2 separate regions of the Bombyx mori genome follow, and region 2 is linked to region 1. The links are chromatin contacts, called in public Hi-C maps. All regions are on one chromosome and are shown on one strand. Each heading gives the region's core, a stretch centred on a gene start, on an enhancer-like site or on the middle of the called end of the contact. The rest is flanking DNA. Distances are from core to core; before and after follow the strand shown. Region 1 overlaps DnaJ-19 (translocation protein SEC63 homolog). Region 2 overlaps LOC101742099 (PDZ and LIM domain protein Zasp).

Region 1 (6,211 bases), core at 1,008-3,507:
TTATTATTATTATTATTTCAATGTATGAGTTCAAACATTGAGCGGTGGTCATGACCTGTGCTGCTATGTAGCCGTATAAGTAATATAGACTGGTGGTAGGACCTCTTGGGAGTCCGCACGGGTAGGTACCGCCACCCCGCCTATTTCCGCCGTGAAGCAGTGATGCGCTTCGGCTCGAAGGATGGGGTAGCCGTTGTAACACTACTGAGACCTTAGAACTTATGTCTCGAGGTGGGTGGCGCATTTGCGTTGTAGATGTCTATGGGCTCCAGTAACCACTTAACATCAGGTGGGCTGTGAGCTCGTCCATCCATATAAGCAATAAAAAAAAAAAAAAAAAAATTATATATATATATATATAAATATTAACAGGCGAGGACTCTGACGTGGGTAGTTCGGACGAGCTGGGGTCGCACAGCTCGTCAGAGGACGAGTCCCGCGACAAGTCGACGGGCGGCGATGAAGATGACGACGACCAGTGGGAGAAGTTCCAGAAGAGACTGCAGAAACGGGAACGACTCGAGGGACGATCGAAGAGCTCGCACCCGGTACACTGTCCGTACTTCCCGCAGGTGACTAATATATTTAATTTAATTTAATTTTAGCGGTAGGCAGCGGCTTGGCTCTGCCCCTGGCATTGCTGAAGTCCATGGGCGACGGTAATCACTCACCATCAGGTGGGCCGTAAGCTCGTCTGCCTACAAGGGCAATAAAAAAAAATTAAAATATTTAAATAAATAATAACAATAAAATTTATTTAAATAATTTAAATTTAATTATGGTCACAGGTACGACCAGATTCCATTTCGTACATACACTTTATACTACGTTTTACTTAGTACGAATAAATAGTACAGTACATTGGCCGAAGTGAAAATGCAAAATAAAATCAAAATCAATCAAGTTTCCCACATTAGTTAATCGCAGAAAAAAATGTTAGTTGCATTAAATAAATATTATATAAATATAGCAGTTCTTTACAGTTACTCAGATTTACTGTGTGCTTAGTGAGATTTTTTTAACGTTCTCGATATCGTAAAAGTTAACTCAAATTTGTATGCAGTTGGAACAGCGCCCCTAGCGGCAAACGTTCCAACTCCATACAAACTTTGAATTCACTTTTACGTTATCGAGAACATTAAAAAACTCACACTAAGCACAATGTAGTACAGTTCTATTAAAATTCGGCTTTTCCCTCTAACTCATCGGTGAGTCACGAATTATTTATCATGTTCGTAAATATGACGTAATGGAACTTAGCTGAAGTGATGACGTAGTGCCACGTGCTTCGACTAGAATTCTCTCACTAAAGGCACAAAAGAGAAAGTTGAAAGTGTTTTAAATTAATACTGTTCACTTGAGACACTTTATAGACTTTGGAAATGAAGGGTTCGCTTTAAGCTAATTTATTTAATACATACTTATTATAATTATAATACTTTAGACATCACGATTCTTCAGTTGTGTGATGAAAATAAATAATTTGATTGCTCTTATCGAAGGTTTAAACGACATTCTTACAACTTTACAGGAGAGCCATTTAAAGTAGGCATGATGACAGTAGTCAAGTATCGCTAAAATATTTAACCGACCTAATGAAACAGGATTCCAGGATTTTGAAAATTTATTTTCATATTAATGACGAGATTTATGATTTATTTGTCAAAATAAATCTACCTTTCCTTTAATGTCTCCCCCCAAAAGTTTAGGCCTTTTATTTATCGATTGAGGCACTACGAAGTCTGCCGGGTCAGTAAGCTAGTAAAAAATAAAAAAAGTTATACAGCTGTGTGTGTGTGCGTGTGTTCTACCAGGAGAAGCAGGAGTACTGGTGGTGCTACATCTGCGACCGCAAGTCGCACACGCTGCTGACGGCGCCCGCGCACGTGACTGCGCTGGTGGACACGCACGAGTTGCAGCTGCGCTTCACGGCGCCGCGCTGGCCCGGCCTCTACACGCTCGCCTGCTGTCTGCGCTCCGGTACGTACGCGACACGACACGACCAGAAGCATCGGTCACCGTCCTGCGAATTAACCCATAGACACAGCCCACTGAGTTTCTCGCCGGTTCTTCTCAGCGGGTCGCGTTTCCGATCCAGTGGTAGATTCTGCGAAGCACTGCTCTTACTAGGGTCAGTGTTAGCAACACTCCCGGTTTGAGCCCCGTGAGCTCACCTACACACGTTAGGGTGAAGCTGAAATAGCCTCTCAAGGCTATCAGCATAGGTAGGGAAAAAAAATCACGACACGCGATACGTCAACTGCGGGCTCTATACAGGGCCGCACCGCCTCTATGTGCGAAGCGTGCGGTACACACAGGCGCCAAGACATTAAGGAAGCTGCCGCCGAAATTATTTATGTTACACAAAAATAAATTCTTTGTAGTGGAATATCGATAACTAAGTTGGTAGGTACAATAAGCGCAACATATGTCTTGTAAATAAAACAAAACATTAAATGCATTTCTTCAAATACAGGTTTCCAAAGATTTCAAAACAATATAAATACAATACAGTCGAAACAATAAGTTAAAATTAACAAATAATAAAAAAAGGATTGTGTGATTTTATGAAACCACGGTAAAAGTGAAACTTTTTTCACATTGTATACATTTAACCCTGACAAACAACGTTTATTACCTGTCCTGGTGAAACTGGAAAGGCCTCCGGGCCACCAGTAATCCTTCAATCATAAAAAAAAAACAACGTTTATATTAAACACTGACAAAAATAAACAAAATAGCGTGGAGCACTGGCTCAAATGAGTAATAGTCTATACACTATACGGTCAGCTGCTGCGAACTATAGGCGCCGCCATATTGGCCTTGGCTGCTCTGACGAGCGCCTTTCACTATATCCCTACTCCGCGGCCGACCGTCACGCGACATGCAACACACAGACGAAAAAGTTTGAGTCTATGTAATAAAAGTTTCACTTTAAAATACATTAGCACATGAAGATTCGTAAAAATAGAGGGAACATCATGGGTTTCGCACACAGGCGTTGCCGAGGGTCGGTGCGGCCCTGGCTACATACACGCGAGCCTGAAATCTCGGCTGTATACGGCCCTTCGTCTTTTATCTGCGGTAACACATTATTTGAGTCTGCATAGTGCGAGTTTCACTTGGTTTGCCGCTAGGGGCGCTGTTCTTGCGATCGAGAAGTTAAAAAACTCGCATTAAGCACATAGTTACAAGTTATGACGTGTTGAGTTCATGGAAGTGCGACATTGTTCCTGATGTCGGGAATATTGAATATTAAAATTTTCGACCTTTTTTTATTATTACCGCGGCTGTCTGACATACAATTAAGACTGTAACTGCGGTAGGTAGCGGCTTGGCTCTGCTTCTGGTATTGCTGAAGTCAATCGGCGACGGTAACCACTCACCATCAGACGGGCCGTATTTCGTCTGCCTACAATAGCAATAAAAATGTCTCAAAATATGTGGTGGCAAGTTGTAAATGTCTATGGGTAACCATTTAAAAGACAGCGAGATCGTTCACCTGTCTATAATATTTAAAAAAATACTTAAAACAGATACAAATTCATTAAAGCATAATCTCAAAGAATCGTGGCTAGTACAGAGATGGTACTGCCTCTTATATGAAATGCTAAATGAGCCAAGTGAGCATAATGGGCCACTCCATGAGCACCTGAGGCAATAGAGACCTCAACATGAGGTTGAACGTTTAAAATTAAACACGACTAAACTCTATTCTCCTGAAGATAAAACTATTAAATTTTATACTAGATAAGTTATCAGTTATTTCTAACTTTAATTAACTTTTTGTCTTTATCTACAAATTTATTGCATACATTTCCTCATCCCATAATTTACGATAAAAACTAAAATAAATTTAATCTAAAATAGATCTTTTTAATTTGTCTTAATAAAGATACGAATAGAAGACATGCTAATATCAAATTGTTTTAAATCTTTCGCAGACACATTTCGAAAATGGTAAAAATTTAAATTAAAATTTAAAAATATCCTGTTCTGATGCGATTAATGTAGATTTAAGTAATATTCGTGGATTATATAAAGTAACACCGGTGAGTAATATGTTACATCACGTGCTTGTGTGATTAACGAAAAAAAAAACCGTAAGCGGAATTTAAATGTTTATTTTAACGAGTGATATAACTCAGGACTTGTTTTCGCGGGTCAATTTGTATGCGACACGGAGCACGCAGATGTTATTCTTTCTCCTGTTCAATTTTAAATAGGAATTTTTTTTAAGAGATTTTATGACCTGGTAACTAAGACCTTTAAGTCATGTCTTATTTTACTTTATATTCTTAATTTTATGAAAAATTATAATATGGAGTGAAATGAAATGAAGATGATTAATTTGAGACATTAATGAACTGGGATGAATTTAATGAAATGAGATGATATGGGATAAAATATAATCGCAGTAAAATGGTGGTCATTTACTGAGATTTTTTCAGTGGACTTTTTGGAGGATCGCGAGAAGTTACGTCCAGCAGCTTTGTTTTATTTTCCCACATTTGTGCACTTTCACAGATATTAAACAGTTAATAAACCACCATTATAACACATTTAAACCTGAAGAAACACTAAATAGACAAAATAAAACAAATCACACAACTTCACTCCTCGCGTTCCCGACAAAAAGTCCTTTAAATAGGGAACCAATTTTTTTTTACTACCGTCTAGTATTTGTACCTAGTAACTGTTGTATCTGTGGTATCTGGTGTGAGGCCCAGGGCCCTGAAACTGCGATACTTTAAGACAATTATTTTTGTATAGAAACTAGCGAAATCTTGCAGCGGATGCCCCCTAAACTTGTATGTTGTTAAAGTTAAGGCACTTCATTATTGTATAACTAAACACAGAAAGTAAAATAAAATAAAAATCATAAAACTATTTATTTGTTATAGACCAAATGATTTTTGTGGTTTCTGAAAATTACAAAATTTTTCATTAAAAATAAAATATAGGATAGTTAATTTGTTACTGCCATCTACAGGAGCAATGAGAAACTAATCGAAGCGAAGCCATCTAGTGGCCGACGCCCGTAAACATTTTTGTTGAGTGCTTGAGTTGCTTATCTATAACTAACTTATGTTTTTTTTTTTATTGCTTAGATGGGTGGACGAGCTCACAGCCCACCTGGTGGTTACTGGAGCCCATAGACATCTACAACGTAAATGCGCCACCCACCTTGAGATATAAGTTCTAAGGTCTCAAGTATAGTTATAACGGCTAGCCTCTTGCTAAGAAGAGCAGTACTTCGCGGAATCTACCATCGGAATCGTGACCTACTGAGAAGATCCGGCGAGAAACATATTAAGTTTACATGAGTCGCCGGAATATGCATAATAAAATATAAAACAACATAACGCGATTTGAAACTTGTAAACGCTAAAAACATATTTATTACTAAACGATCATAAATAGTAGCCACGGCTTTGGACAGAATTTTGTGATGTCTAAGTTTTATCCTGAAAGTCACTGCTTATTGCTAGCCTTAAATCACAACAAATGCATCTAAGGTCCGCTCTCACTAAGTCAACAGTGAGTTAATTATGAGAGTCATAAATGATTTGGACTTGATACCTTTGCCAGTTCCTTAGAAAACCGATTTTAAGTATCGGACAGACAGGCGACTAATAACAAAGTGATAACAATTGGCGAGTATCTTTCACACCTCCGATTTGCGGACGATATCGTTATAATGGCAGAGTCGCTGGAGGATCTCAGCTGTATGCTAGGTGAGCTCAATGCCGCGTCACGACGTGTTGGCCTGGGAATGAATCTGGACAAAACTAAGGTCATGTTCAACGACCATATCATTCCTGGACCGGTAATAGTCGAATCTGCGGTACTCGAAGTTGTGTCTGAATACACCTATCTAGGCCAAATTATTCAGCTGGGCAGGGCCAACTTTGAGAAGGAAGCTGATAGGCGCATACAGTTGGGCTGGGCTGCGTATGGAAAACTCCGTCACATCTTGAACTCAGCAATCCCGCAATGCTTAAAGACAAAAGTTTTCAACGCTTGTGTGCTGCCGGTCATGACATATGGCGCTGAAACGTGGACATTAACCGTAGGTTTGGTCCGTAAGCTCAAAGTCGCTCAGCGTGCTATGGAAAGGTGTATGCTCGGAGTTTCTTTGATGGATCGAGTCAGAAATGATGAAATTCGTCAAAGAACCAAAGTAACCGACATAGTCCTAAAGGTTAGC
Region 2 (6,211 bases), core at 2,352-4,851, 45 kb after region 1:
AATTTCGGCTCCGGGCACAACAATGTCGCTAAGCCTTTCGGTTATGTAAGTTCTCGTAATACTTATTACCGCATATGGGATTTATCGAAACTAATAGACAACAAAGTTACTCATTGAAAATAAGGTAATCGTTTCTATGAAATTCAATAAATTTGCTTTGGGACAGATTTATTGTTTTACATCAAATGAACGAAAATCTAATTTTATGGTCCAGAAGTGAAATATTGTTAAAAAAATAACAGCTACCTCAAAGGCGATCTTAAGTAACAATCTTTAACCAGATCTTATGCTCTAAGTACGACTTTATAACAATTAAAGTAAAACTCAAGGAACCAATCATACAGTAAAATGGAACGGACTTATAATTCACACCGAGCCAAACCGATAGAGCTTCCGTACACTATCGCGTCACAAAATGTAATCGAGTCGAACTTTTTTTTTCCTTACTTATGCTTATAGCCTTGAGAGGCTATTTCAGCTTCTCCTTGACGTTTAGGTGAGCTTACGGAGCTCAAATCAGAAGTGTTGCTAACACTGGCCTTAGCGAGAGCAGTGCTTCGCAGAATCTACCACCGGATCGGAAACGCGACCCACTGAGAAGATCCGGCGAGAAACTCAGTGGGCTTGACCGCCCCGAACCTTTTCCGTACTACCTTTTATAGGCAGCGGCAACCTACCCTCAAATAAGTATGTCAAAAAAAAGTTAAAAGTCTAATACCTTAATAATCTATCTTTTCTGTATTGTCAGATGAACGGTAACGACACCGTCAAGAGTGTCGTGAACAAACAATACAACACTCCTGTCAATATATACAGCGACAAGACAATTGCGGAGACCCTGTCGGCCCAAACCGAAGTACTGGCTGGTGGAGTACTCGGGTAAGTTGCGAACAGGTCACAAATTTATGCAACAAACCGATACTTTTATTTTATTTGTATATGTTTCCTTCTTTCTTTCTTCTTTTTCACGACATCATTACTTCATATATGTATGTACTAACTAATACACTGTACATAAAAATAAACAAAACCAGAGTTTTTAAATCACATAAACTATAATTTTATTATCTTACTAAAACCAAAATAACCCTTAAATAAGTTTTATCTGTACCCATGTTTATTCGTTTGTCTGAAATAATTCGACACCTGTCAAAGACTATTACCCTGGCCCAATAGGTCATATTATATTTTTATGTAAGTGTAAAATAAAATAAGTCAGCAATCTACATGGAACTGAAATTAGTATAGGATGGACTTGACAAGTAGACGACTTGTTTAGGCGACGCTTTATTCCGAAATAATGGAAGATTTCTACGTCCTCGTTAATTAGGAAGTAATTCTTTGTCTTTTTGAATACAACAGACATTTCATTTATTAATAAAATGGTCATAATTGTAAAAAAGATTCGTACGCTAACCACGTAGTTTTATAAATTAACAACATTAAGACCGTAATGATACCTAAGATTATTTCATGATTGTATTATTTTTAACATGTGCAGGCATGAATGAATCTCTTCATAGTTATGATATGATTTGAATAGATTAACGTGATTGTATTGTTTAATTTATAAATTATTTTTGATAAATACGAAATAATTAAGATTTTAATGGCGTAACTAATTCAACTAACATGTTTAGTATGTATATGACATGCTTTATGTTTCTTAATTTATTACTACACTAGCCTAGAAGGATGCCTAATGATTTTGTAGTGCATAATGTGATGTATTACATTATATCTATAGTATGTATTACTTTAGCAAGTTCTGTATCCCCAACGGAAAGAAGAAATGATTTATTTAGAAAGATGATGATTACTTAATAAGACCGTTGAGACAACTTCATTCAGAGGTTTTTATAGCATCCATACATTAATACAAAAAAACATAACTAGAGTAGAAAATTACAAATAAATTTGATCTTTGACAAGAGTTCTTGCTCCCTTTCAAATTGTTCATTTTGTTAAAGAAAATGTTACCATTGATGTTCAAATATATTCATTTAGCAATTTTGACATTTTCTGTTTAAATGTATTGTAGTATGTAGTAGTCATATCAAAATACTATAGTAGGTTCATTATCCCAGTTTCAGATTTAGAGACGATTCCCTAGCACTGTAATGTACTATAGCGTATGGCAGGACCTCTTATGAGTCCGCACGGGTAGGTACCATCGCCCCATTTATTTCTACCGTGAAGCAGCAATGCGTTTGGTTTGAAGAGTGGGGTAACCGTTGTAACTATACTTAGACCTTAGAACTATATCTCAAGGTGGGTGGCGCATTTACGTTGTAACCACTTAACACCAGGTGGGCTGTGAGCTCGTCCACCCATCTAAGCCATAAAAAGAAATCAGGTTAACACGAATTAAAAACTACGGTTGACACACGCAACTAGATTTGCTTGTGTTTAATGATAGACATTGATTTTCGCAGAGTTAATTTCAAGAAGAATGAGAAGACGTACGATGCTGAAAAAAGCGCTGTTTTCAAAGTACTTCAGGAGGAGCAAAACGACCCTGAACCAGGTATAATTTCTTTTCGTGTCGTATCAATAACGGAGCGAACGCTTCCCAAACTATTGATTACATCATTTCATATTTATCCTGCCCTTTACATTTCACATATCAACATAATTATGAATATTTGATGGTTTACGTCAATAATAATATTTTTACTAAGTATCTTAGTATCGATAACAATAATTGTGACTGTCACGCCACGACGTGAAGTTGTCGTGCAACGTAGTAACAACTGTAATAAATCGGTAGTTTTAAAACACAGATTTTTTTGGTGCCATAATAATATCAGAAATTATTACAGAACATACAATTAGGAACCTCAATTTAAAATCTTATATACTTATTTAATTATTGATTGGTTGATAAACTTTTATCTGATAACAATTCCATAACGTGTAGTACGGTTTCGTACAATAACTATTTAATAAATTGAATAACGGTGGACAGCGGCTTGGTTCTGCCCTTGTCATTGCTGACGTCCATGAGCGACGATAACCACTCATTATAAGGTGGGCTGTATGCTCGTCTGCCTACAAGGGCAATAAAAAAATAATGATGTATGGAATGTTCATATCGTTCTTTTATCTGTAATTGGCATATAAATACATAGAAGTGTCGACTCCGACCACCGGCTCAGTGCCCCCGGTGAGCGGACTCCGGCACGTGCAGGCGCCCGTCACGCGACCCGACGCGCCCGTCAACAACACGGGCGGCCTGCCTCCCGGACAGAACATTTGCGAGGAGTGCGAACGATTAATTACGTAAGTCGGACGACGAGCGCGGACCGACACGGTGGCAACGTCGCGACCGAGGCACTCCGGCGCGTTCGAGCAAAAACCCGCGTTTCCTCACCCCCCCCCCCTCACGCATTTTTCATCAAATTCATATTGACCGCGACGTTTCTTAGTAAGGCGCGATCGACGACGGCGAGTACATTTGAAATAACAGTATGTTGCGGGCCGGCAGAGCCTTCTCACTTTTATTCGCGGGCGAGCGTGGCGCGCGCTGGGTCGCCCGGCAGCCTGGCGCGCTCGCACCGCTCCCGGTCCCGGACGCCGCGTGTCATGGTGACTCCGGCGCCGGACCGCGCCAGCACGGGCACGCAGACGGCGACGGAGCAACATGCGCCCCCCAAGGTGGTACTGCCGGAAGGTGTGCTGGAAGCGCTGCCGGACGGGCGAGTGGCGTTGGCTCCTCCGCCTGCCCCGCGCCCCGCCACCGGCTCGCTGCCCATCCTCAACGACACGCCATATTGCTCCGATTGTAATCGATACATTGTGTAAGCGGCGTCTCCCGAAATGCCTGCCGTGTTTGCTACCGTGTCGACCTGTTGCACTAGTTGTAATAATTGAGAAGTAGATTAATCAAAGTAATGAGATATTTCCTCACGTTGCGGATCCCCTCTCTGAGTTTTCATTTCTGCTCGGAGAGGACCCTCAATCTATTCAATTCGGTACGAGTATGGCGATGTGAGCTCGGCCTAGCGAGCGTAATTTAATTATTTTTACACATTGATTAAATTCGCGATATTGGTGCTGAATTTTCATTACTCTTCATAATCATCTTCCACTATTTACTTTCACTATTAGTTAATGTGTAGAATACTATAAGAATATCATTTATTTTATCGAACAAAACACTCATTGAGCATGTCACGATTCACCATTTATTATATTTAAAAAGCACATCTGTTACGTTGCTTGATCCATTTTAGCACGATCAGTAAGATAAGCATGTTTGTTGACAGTATCAATAGTGCATCAAATAGATATTCGAATGTTATAAATAGTAGTTTGAATTCCTTACTTACATTGTACAGGGTTGCCAACAATGATATAGTTTATAAGGATATAAACGACGTTTCCTTTTAAGTTTTATTTATTTATTAAAACTTGTTTTGGTTATTATTATTATAGAATTAAAACGTGTGCAATAATTATTCAGCTATCAATATATTTTTCCTTTTAAAATGTATGTGCAACTTAAATTCGTTTATTTTCAAATCAAATCGTTAAATAATATTCAAGCTTGACAGTGAAGACGTGTGTCAAAGTATTCTGATTGGATGATTACTTAGATTAATAACGATGATGATGACAATTAAATAAATGCGCGGGAAAACCGAAATGACGGATTCGGCTCGTAACTTTGTGAGCGTTCTTTCATCGAAGGCTTCAAATGTATAAAGATAGAATCATCAACATCACAGCGCTGCTAGGAATATATTCAATACATGTTATTTATAGAAACCAGACGTCTATGTCTTATTTGGTCACGTCTTCCACGGCCTTCAACTATGCAGTTAGTCCAGTACTACTTATAGTGTAAATAAAATTTAATAATACGTTGTATATATGTTATTGAAACTAGTATATTTTTCTTTAATGCGTTAGAAATAAACAGTTGGCAATCCTTAATGTAAATACAACTGATAATATTATCAAAATGTATACTTATACTATGTACTTAGTCAGGTTTATATTTATATAATATTATAAAAATATATTTTCATCAATCTTCGTCATGCGAAAATGGATTTTTACATTCACAAAAATTATTCGTATACATGGTCGCCATTTACTCGCACTAGTTTTGTATGAATTCAACAGTTATCTTTGAAGTGGGACTTATTGAATGGTTTTACGCAGGGGAGTGTTTGTGCGCATCAAGGACAAGAATCTTCACGTGGAATGCTTCAAGTGTTCGACTTGCGGGAGCTCTTTGAAGAATCAGGGCTATTACAACATAAACGGTAAACTGTACTGCGACATCCACGCCAAGCTGGTCGCACGTCAGAATCCACCAGCGCCGAACTTGGACCCTGTAACCGTGCCACCGTAAGCACTACCCTTATTTTAAATTGTCTAGCTAATCAAAAAGGCTTTAAGATTCAATTTTGAATCTATTTCTAAATACATATTCATCTATCTATGTATCTTTTAAATTAATTACCTACGTGAATATCTAATAACTAATAACTGTATATATAACTGTTAGAGCCCACTGAGTTTCTCGCCGGATCTTCTCAGTGGGTCGCGTTTCCGATCCGGTGGTAGATTCTGCGAAGCACGGCTCTTGCTAGGGTTCGTGTTAGCAACATTGTCAGGTTTGAGCCCCGTGAGCTCACCTACTAGCTCGGTGAAGCTAATATGGTCTCTCTAGACCATCAGCTTGGGTAGGAAAAAAACCACTTTTAATTCTATGTATAATATAATTTTTGGGTGAAAATCTTTGTGATATTAATTTATCAAAAATTCGCTGTAATTTATTAAATTTTGCGTGTTTGGCAACTGTTTAGTTGTCAAGTTGTCAATCAATAGATTTCAAGAATTACCATTAGAAATCAAACCCATGGTAGCTTCATGGGGATATTCGGTATTTTAATTAAGTCACGTTTTCCTCAGACTTGTTCTGTTTGATCTATATATTAATATTATTACACAGCGGTGGCCGAGTTCCTACCAACACATACTCTACGCCTTTGCCGCCACTGTCTACCAATAACTACAGCAATGGATCGTCTTCGCTGTTCAGCGTGAGTATCAGCTTTGAAACAGCTTGAAAATATTCAAAAACGTGTCATAAATTTTATATCATAATAATTAACCGCTCAAATTACGGGAGATGCGGTCTAATTAATATTTATCACACCGTAAATTTTGAATGAAAACTATACAAAAGTAACGCAGT

What was found. Hi-C and Micro-C count contacts between places; a contact is called where the count stands out from the background.
Region 2: a Hi-C map of posterior silk gland shows a contact between it and region 1, with 2.5 times the contacts expected there. The contact joins two enhancer-like sites. A contact is called at or near these places in 4 of 7 Hi-C or Micro-C datasets (middle silk gland, posterior silk gland, an unstated tissue and 1 more).

What each region holds. Positions count from the first base shown.
Region 1 is chr22:10,809,309-10,815,519 of ASM3026992v2, forward strand. It overlaps DnaJ-19 (translocation protein SEC63 homolog), which reads left to right. Exons shown (of 12, transcript NM_001281897.1): 9 at 373-572; 10 at 1,815-1,980. The region is part of intron 2 of LOC134200994; the gene reads right to left. Among protein-coding and RNA genes, the nearest start is that of DnaJ-19, 9.5 kb to the left of the region's middle. Within about 2 kb of position 2,258, at least 3 of the 8 cell types and tissues checked have open chromatin away from gene starts, as enhancers often do.
Region 2 is chr22:10,853,195-10,859,405 of ASM3026992v2, forward strand. LOC101742099 (PDZ and LIM domain protein Zasp) reads left to right here. Exons shown (of 16, transcript XM_062674985.1): 4 at 1-45; 5 at 749-879; 6 at 2,436-2,527; 7 at 3,132-3,282; 8 at 5,170-5,358; 9 at 5,966-6,056. Among protein-coding and RNA genes, the nearest start is that of LOC134200994, 24 kb to the left of the region's middle. Within about 2 kb of position 3,602, at least 5 of the 8 cell types and tissues checked have open chromatin away from gene starts, as enhancers often do.